Regions from separate parts of the Mus musculus genome. Here region 2 is linked to region 1. The links are chromatin contacts, called in public HiChIP or PLAC-seq maps. All regions are on one chromosome and are shown on one strand. The core of a region is the stretch at or near the end of the contact, and the rest is flanking DNA. Distances in the headings are between cores, read along the strand shown.

What was found. HiChIP or PLAC-seq counts read pairs in DNA pulled down with a chosen protein or histone mark.
Region 2: an H3K27ac HiChIP or PLAC-seq map of embryonic stem cells shows a contact between it and region 1, with 10 read pairs. The contact joins the enhancer-like site here to the promoter of Rnf130 in region 1. A contact is called at or near these places in 8 of 39 promoter capture datasets (3T3-L1-derived adipocytes, the HPC-7 cell line, the SN4741 cell line and 4 more), 1 of 15 datasets of contacts at CTCF or cohesin (CD8 T cells), 3 of 484 Hi-C or Micro-C datasets (bone marrow-derived macrophages, cerebellar granule neurons and liver), 7 of 115 datasets of contacts at active chromatin or transcription factors (CD8 T cells, the HPC-7 cell line, a beta-TC-6 cell line and 4 more) and 3 of 9 other capture datasets (adipose tissue, liver and pancreatic islet).

The regions. Positions count from the first base shown.
Region 1 is chr11:50,023,604-50,027,514 of GRCm38.p6, reverse strand. Rnf130 (ring finger protein 130) reads right to left here and starts at 2,184. Exons shown (of 9, transcript NM_021540.4): 1 at 1,868-2,184. The coding sequence starts at 2,114.
Region 2 is chr11:50,060,117-50,064,027 of GRCm38.p6, reverse strand. All of the region lies in intron 2 of Rnf130 (ring finger protein 130), which reads right to left. Among named protein-coding and RNA genes, the nearest start is that of Mir340, 7.6 kb to the left of the region's middle. Within about 2 kb of position 1,722, at least 12 of the 459 cell types and tissues checked have an H3K27ac peak or open chromatin away from gene starts, as enhancers often do. A contact at or near this core is called in cerebellar granule neurons and pancreatic islet, where this site is marked.

The DNA of each region.
Region 1 (3,911 bases), core at 935-3,434:
CAGCAGTTAAGAGTGGTTGCTGCTTTTGCAGAGGACATGGGCTTGGTTGTCAGCACCCACAAGATGGCTGTGTAACTCCAATTCCAGCCTCTTCTGGTCTCCGTGGGCTCTACATGGTATACATACATCCAACAAAACATCCATACATAAAATAAGTAATATTTTTTTAAGGACACAATAATGACACCACTTCTTCACAGGAGAGGTGAGTTCTCCATCAGTTAATTTTTTAAAAATAAGAAATGAAGCCACCAGACCAAATTATTTTACCAGTATCAAACAGTGTGTATTTGCAGCAGAGGTCTAATATGCAGCCTTCAACCAGTGACAGGTTAAGATAACTGACTTTTAGCTCCCCAAACCTTTCTGCTGGACTCATACAAGCACTATCCAAAAGGGGACTTAATTTGGGGGTGAAGACAAGCAACAGATAGTGGCACTCAAAACACTTTGGAGTACAGCATCTTAAGTGAGGATGGTGGTCTGGGTTGCCTGGGGAGAACCAAGCCCCAAGAGCAAACCACAGATTTCATAACACTTTACAGCTCTTTCTGCAGAGTAGCTTGCCTCTCTCTTCCTCTTCCTTCCCTTCCACATGACCCTCACGGTTCTTTTCCCCACCAGAAAATAGTGTAGCATTGTTACTGCCATAGTTTGGCAACATTACATGTCCCAACCACAGTGACTGGCACAGAGCAGGCAGCAAATATTTATTGAATGGAGCAAAGAAAAAAAAACTGTTCCTATGGTCAAATAGGGACCTTAAGTACTGCTTCTAACCTAGTGGAATAAGAAATACACTGGTGTAAAAATGACCGTTTAAGAGCCCAGTCTAAGTTGAAGAAAGACAACAGTAAAACCTTATGCCCCAAGCCAGTATGCCTCAACAACAACTGCTTAATATATGTTATACAAATACCGAGCTCAGAGAGCATATTTTAATATTTTAGACTATAAAAGCAAACACTATTGCCTAGATTAGGTCATCTGAACACGAATAGCAATTTTGGTTTTTAATCCTCTCAACATTGTAAGGTGAGAACGGGAGGATATAGAAGATGGGAGACATCTCCCCGAAGTCCAGCCTGCCAAAGTCCCCAAATGTCACACTCCACGGAGAAATGTCCTTTAAAACACGGCCAGTAATTAACAAATACCAGTTTACACCAAATCATTAAGAATTCACAGCCAGCATACACAAAGGGAACGCCAAGGCTAAATCAAATGGCTTCAAAGACGATTCCTGATCATTTTACCTTTTTTCCTTCTGGATGGGCACCCGTGACCAAAGACTTGGCTACTAGTTCAGCTACTCTCACATTCTTTATAATGTGAAAATCTCTAGCGTTTCATGACAGCACAACTATCGGGGCCAGAGAAAACCAAAAGCAACAGGGACCCTCTCCCCTTAGCCACTACTGGGGGGAGAGGGAGGGGGAGGGGGAGTAGATGGGGGGGGGGGCTCTGATCCCTAGAGATTCACTGCAGTGTTAAATCCGTGGGATTTCAGGAACAAACCTACCGATTCCAAAAAACAGGTTAAGCATCTCGTCCACCATGAACTAGTTCTGCGCCCCTGCACCACCTCCTTTGTCTCAACTGTCCCTGAAAACTCGCATTCCAGTGCCCTCCAGTAAACAAGCTAACTAAATGAAAAAGAGGAGGACGTTCTAAGTCTCGCTCTCTTTTAGTTTTAGGGTGAAATGCAGCAGGGTTTCTGGAGCCTCTTTCCTCAGCGGGGAGCAGGCCAGGCTCCACAGCGCGAGGACCTCGAGCCCCCTGGGCCGGCGGCCGAACGGCGCGCAGACCCCCGGCCACGCCGCCCCCGCGACCCCCGCCCGGCTTCGGGCTTCGGCTCCGGCCTCACCTCCGTGGATGGGCAGCGGTGCCAGCACCTGGCCGCGGACCTCGGCCTTGGGTGAGTCGAGCCCGTAGCGCCCGCGGTCGATGCGGAACGTGAGCGGGGTGCCGCGGCCGGGCTCCTGCACCGTCACGTTGATGAGCGCCGTGTAGTACTCCTGGCTCGCGTTGTCCGCTCGCGTCGGCCACAGGCTGCAAGTCAGCAGGGCCAGCGCCGCGAGCCGGGCCGGGCCCGCTCGCGCCGCGCCGCTCATGGTCCCTCCGGCCGCCGCCGCCGCCGCCGCTCGCGGACCGGGCTCCGGGGCCGGTGCTGAGAGGCGGGGCGGGCGCGGCCCGGGCTGCGGCGGGAGCGCGCGCGCGCCTCGAAACGAGCCGGGCACGAGCACGGCCCTCCTCGGCGCCGCGGCTCCGCCGTTCGCCGCCCTCACGTCCGCGGCCCGCGCGCGAGTGCGCGCCCGTGGATCTCTCAGGGGAAGGACGGCGCGTCAGGCCGTGTGCTGTCAGGGCACCTGGAATGCCCAGGGACTAGGCCTGCGGACAGGGCCCCTGAGAGGACTCGGAGTGGTGGGAAGGAGTGGTCCCCACTGCTCGGGGAGGGTCAGCAACGCCGCCTCAGGCGCGTGCCCGCCGCCGCCCCATTCCCTCCAGCAGAGCGGCAACGCGCAAGCCCGATGCGCAAACCCGTCCGCTGCGCGTGCGCAATAGGCGCTGCCTGCTCCCGCCCTCCCGCACGAGGGCCAGGGGCGGTCCAGTCACCTGCTTGCTGGCACTGGGTTCAGTGAACTGCCCCGGGCTTCATACCCCGCTATGACCTGGATCTGTGAAGCTTTCCAAGAACCTATAGAGATGTTGGAGATACCACTAAAAGAAACTAAGCTAATCGTTAAGGTTTTAAATTAAATGTCTGTGAGAGCTAACATTTCCACTGGGTTGGTTGCATGCTGTACAATAATTGACATCAGTCGGGAGAGTGCCTTTGCGTTTGGGGCCCAGTAGACTTGGACCCAATAAGGCATCTGAGTGGTTAGCAAGGTCTGTTAGAGACGGATGTTAACTTCATCAGGTTGGTATGGTCCTCTTCCCCCACTCCCCCCTCCCCGCCCCCAGAATACCCAGAGCCACAGGCCTTCACTTCCTTTTTGTAAAATGGCATAGTACCACGGCATTTAACAAGGACTCTGCTCTGTTTCTTCAGTAATTGGGCCTCTCCTCACTGGGTGAAATGGACCCCAGTACCTATTCTCAGGATGAGACCCCGGAGGTGCCTGCCAAAGAGTCACAGGCTATGTTTGGAGCCTGCATCAGACTATCTCTAATATGAATCTCCTTTCCCCTCCCATTTGTTGGTCTAATCTTCCCTTTGCTAAAAATGTGTATGGTATTAGCAAGGGTTTTTAGTGTGTGGGGTGCTGATGCCCCTGACGAGAAGTGATAGAAGTCCACACACACCTGATACAAAACCAGGGTAGAGGAAGGAGTAAACAACGAAAATAATTTTATGGTTGGGGTCACTACAACATAAAGAACTGTATTAAAGGGTCACAGCATTAGGAAGGTTGAGAACTACTGGTGTAACAGTATATGGGAAATGAGAATGTAGTGTTTAGGGTACTTGGGTGTGGGGGGCTTCCTGGAGGATGTGGGCTGAAGTCTGAATAGAGCCCTCAGATGCCTGTCAGTGAGCTACCCTCATGCCCACCTTGACAGGGCCATTTCTCTATCTCTACCACTTTCTTTGTCTCTTAAACCTCTTTGCCTGTCTCTCTTCCCATTTCTCAGTTCATAAGAATGCCTAGATCACCTGTTTGTCCCATGTCAAATTCCCTTCTTGCCAAGCTCCACTAAGATCTCAGCTACCACCTTTGCAGGTCCCAGATTCTATTAAGAGCTTTTGTCTGTCAGGATTTGATCTGCTTGCTACCTCTAGGTGTATAAGGACAAGTGTGTAAGGCCCATGGAACAGTGCTTGGGGGACTCCAGGGGTCAAAGCCTAAGCATGGCCCCATGGGCAGTGCTGAAACTCTCAGAGAGTTGTCTAGTTTTCCAAAGTC
Region 2 (3,911 bases), core at 473-2,972, 37 kb before region 1:
ACAGCAATAGAAACCCTAGACGGTGAGTATTTAGGTGCAACTTTCCCCTTCTCACACTACCTCTTGGTTGGGAGCTCACTTGGAAATCTTGTTCTAGACCTTTCTTTGTCATAAAAAGAAAAGAAAAGAAAAGAAAAGAAAAGAAAAGAAAAGAAAAGAAAAGAAAAGAAAAAAGAGAGAGAGAGAGACACTAGGAATAAAGAGCTATATAAATCTCAGTTTCTGGCTGAAAGTTTGGAGTGGTTATCCACTTCCAACAGATTCTAAGTACCCTACAAATTATACCAGTCCTTTCAAAGTAACCAGCTTTAGTCATAAGTCATTAGTATAAAGGAAGTCTTCTTTACCCAACTAAGGACTTCCAAATGTCCATCCACGGCTAAATGTCTTCCATGACTCTGGGTTCTGTACTTACGAAAAGCAGCACCAAGAAAATTATATTTCATCTACTGATTGTACAAATACCATTAGCTGTTAAGGTGCAACATCGTATATCATGATTTATGGACATATAAATCACGAAGTGGCACTAACTGGAACATTCCAATTTCAGGCTATGCATTCCAAAATCAATGAAAACTCCTTTTCCACATGATAGTCTTTCAATTATTCAAAAACATTTTCCTGGAGTCCTTTTTCTGACATTTTCTCCCCATAGGAACTATTCCTAGAACTCTCAAATCATTCCCTCTGAGTTCCAGACTGGCAGGGCTACATAAGTGAGACCCTGTCTCAAAACAAAGCAAGATGACAAAACCCTCAAAAAAGCTCTAATGTGGGTATACAGCACACTTTCCACCCACTCAGCTGCCAGTGGACGTCTGGACTGACTGTGTAGTGAGCCACTGTGACCGCTGTGAAGTAGCATGCTGACTTAGATCCCCTCAGATACACTCACAGGAGTGGTACAACTGGATCATATGGCACTTCTAGTTTTAGTTTTTAAAGAACTGCTCTGCTGATTTCCATAGTGGCTGGACATATCTGCATCTCCACTGGTGTACCATAAAGGTTCCTTGTCATTCTACCTACTACAGGAAACTCACCAGCACTTGTTTATTCAGTTTCAGGGTGGCGGGGGTGTGTGTGTGAGATGGACTCTCAATGTAATTTTCATATATATTTTCCAACTCACTAATTTAAAAAAACAAACTTTCAGAAAAGTTGTATCTATTTATTTAGAACCTAAAATCTTTGAGGGTGAGTTGGTGGCCTGATGCCTCGCCTCATTGTTCCATACACACACACATACATACATACATACATACATACATACATACATACATACACACATACATACATATATACTTTTCCTATAATTAATCTCAATCTCTGTCTGTCTGTCTGTCTGTCTCTCTCTCTCTCTCACACACACACACAAGAGATGGAGGAGAGGGAAACAACCCCTTCAAATTAAGCATGATTCTGAATGGATAAATTATATCATGTCACTTCAGAATCCTTTTCATATCGCCCCAGTTTCCCCAGAAAGGTTCTTTGTAGTCATGTAGACCACAGTTGTCTAAAGTGCTTAGCCATCAGGTTTTTTAAGAGTCTGTCAGTTTCAAACAGTCCCTCTGTCTTTGCTTGCTGGTGATGACCTTGAGAGCTTGCAGCTCGGCTGCTCTATAGAAGACTTCATTTCCTCGCAGCGAGGCCCAGGTCCCGCTCCTCTGGCAGGAACAACACATAAGCCGTCCTGTGCTTCCCACTGCCAGATGGTGCAGGCCTGATCCATCCATTACTGCTGTTTGCTTTGATCATCGGTCAAGTGACGTCCCCCAGACATCTGAACCATGAAGCTACTCTTTTCCCCTGTGTCATCAGTAAATATTCTGTGAGGAAGCACTTTGAGACCAGGCAAATACTCCACTTATCATGAAATTTCCATTTTCTTTTGCCTTTTATGAGTATGGAGTCATAGGTTAAAATAGTTACTATTAATGTTCATTCTGACATTCAAATTTCAAGTATGCTCATTAAGAGAAACAATTTACAGTTTTTCCATCTTGTTCTTTTCTGGACAGCTGTATTTTAAGTATCTTGCTAAAAGAAAATGCTAAAAATGAAGATACTATCTTTAATGTCAAGAGTATCATAAGGTTACTACTTCCTCACACTAGATTATGCTCACAAGGGCACGGCTAGGTGTTTTCCTAGTAATCCGGCACAAATTAGCCAATAATAATGACCTCCCAAAATTAAGAGTCCAAGGATTTCTCCATTTGAACTCTTCCTTAAACCAGACACCTTCACAAACCTTTGTTACTGATTTTAAAAAATCCAATTTGCATGTCATCTTAATACCTTCTTATTTATTATTTGTGTTTCAAGATTCTATCTCCCTAGTGTTGTGTCCTTTTCAAGTAAAACTTCTACACTTATGCTTTGTTATAACTGTCTTATAAAATACTTTTAAGTAGGTGGAGGAGAGTGGCCTACAGGCTAGCTTTCACACCAGGCATCAGAACACTATACATCTGTTAGTCTTCTAACCTGTGACACAAAATAGATTTCTATTTTGTGTGTAAATGTAGGGGTGTGCATGCATATATGTATGGTTGTCTTCCTCTACCACTCTCTACTTTTTAAAAATCATCTAATTTATTAGCGTTTGAGGATATCCATATGTCACTGAATACATATGGAGTTGAATTTAGGTTATGACGAGCACTTTACCTGCTGAGCTATCTCACAGGGCCTCTGGCTGACTCTGGGGCTCACCAACTTTGTTAGGCTGACGAGCCAATAAGCTCCAGGGATCTGCCTGTCTCCACAGCCTTAGTGCATAGACCACAGTGCCTGGCTCTCTACAAGTGCTGCGGGTCTGAACTCAGGCCCTGCTACTTCTAACAGCAGCCACTTCACCTCCTGAGCCATCTCCTCAACCCCATGAAATCTATTTCTAAACCAGCATTCCAAACCTACGTGGGTTCCTAATTCAATTTTATCTTCTTCTTCTTCTTCTGTGGTCAGTGGGAAAAAAGATAAAGCACAAGACAGACAAAAAAAGCACATCAAGTGATGGACTCAGACAAGAAGGGAAATAGATCAGGTTGTACTCAAATACCAGAAACTTATAAGGGATTCTCCATCTACTTAAGATATGTAAATTAAGGAAAAGTTAAAAACCCATTGGGAAGTTTTAAAATGGATTTACTACATTTATTTTATGAAGTCGTTATTTAAACTATTGCTTTAGGGGAAAAATGGCTTAGCAGATAAAGGCTGCTCTCTTCCAACTCTTAGAGCACTTACTCTGTGCGGTTCTCAAGCACCTGGGACTCCAGCAAGCAGGGAATCTGGCTCTCTTCTGGCCTCCACCAGCATCAGTACAGATGTGGCATACACTTAGAGACACAGGCATACAAATAAAAACAGATCTTAGGGACAAAAAACCTATTTGTTCCAGTGTTTCAGGTTTACATTTCTTAATTTTATTTTTGGGTCTGGGGAGCAGAGACAGAGATTCTATGTAGCTCTGATATCCTGGAATTCACTATGCAGACCAGACTAGCTTTGAATTCAGACATCTGCCTGCCTCTGCCTCTTCAGTGCAGAGTTAAAAGTGTGTGTTACTATACATAGCATTTTTTAATGTTTTAAGAAATATATGTGCACTTCATAGAAAATATAGGAGCAATATTAGAAATATAGACAAACGTGAACATTCAATTTAAACTTTGCCTGTCATAGCAGTGCAGTTAAAACTATAGGCTCAATATTTTCTGAGGTAATTAGACCCATATTCAGGGAGAAGTTAAAAAACAAACAGACAAATAAAAACAAATCAAACTCCTTAAGTGCTAATACAGCAGCATGACTGTATTCTTCATTCCCGTTCATGGTAAGTGGCCCAAATTACTGCTCTGTAATGGTATTTTTGCAGTATATTTGTGACTGTTTTAAAC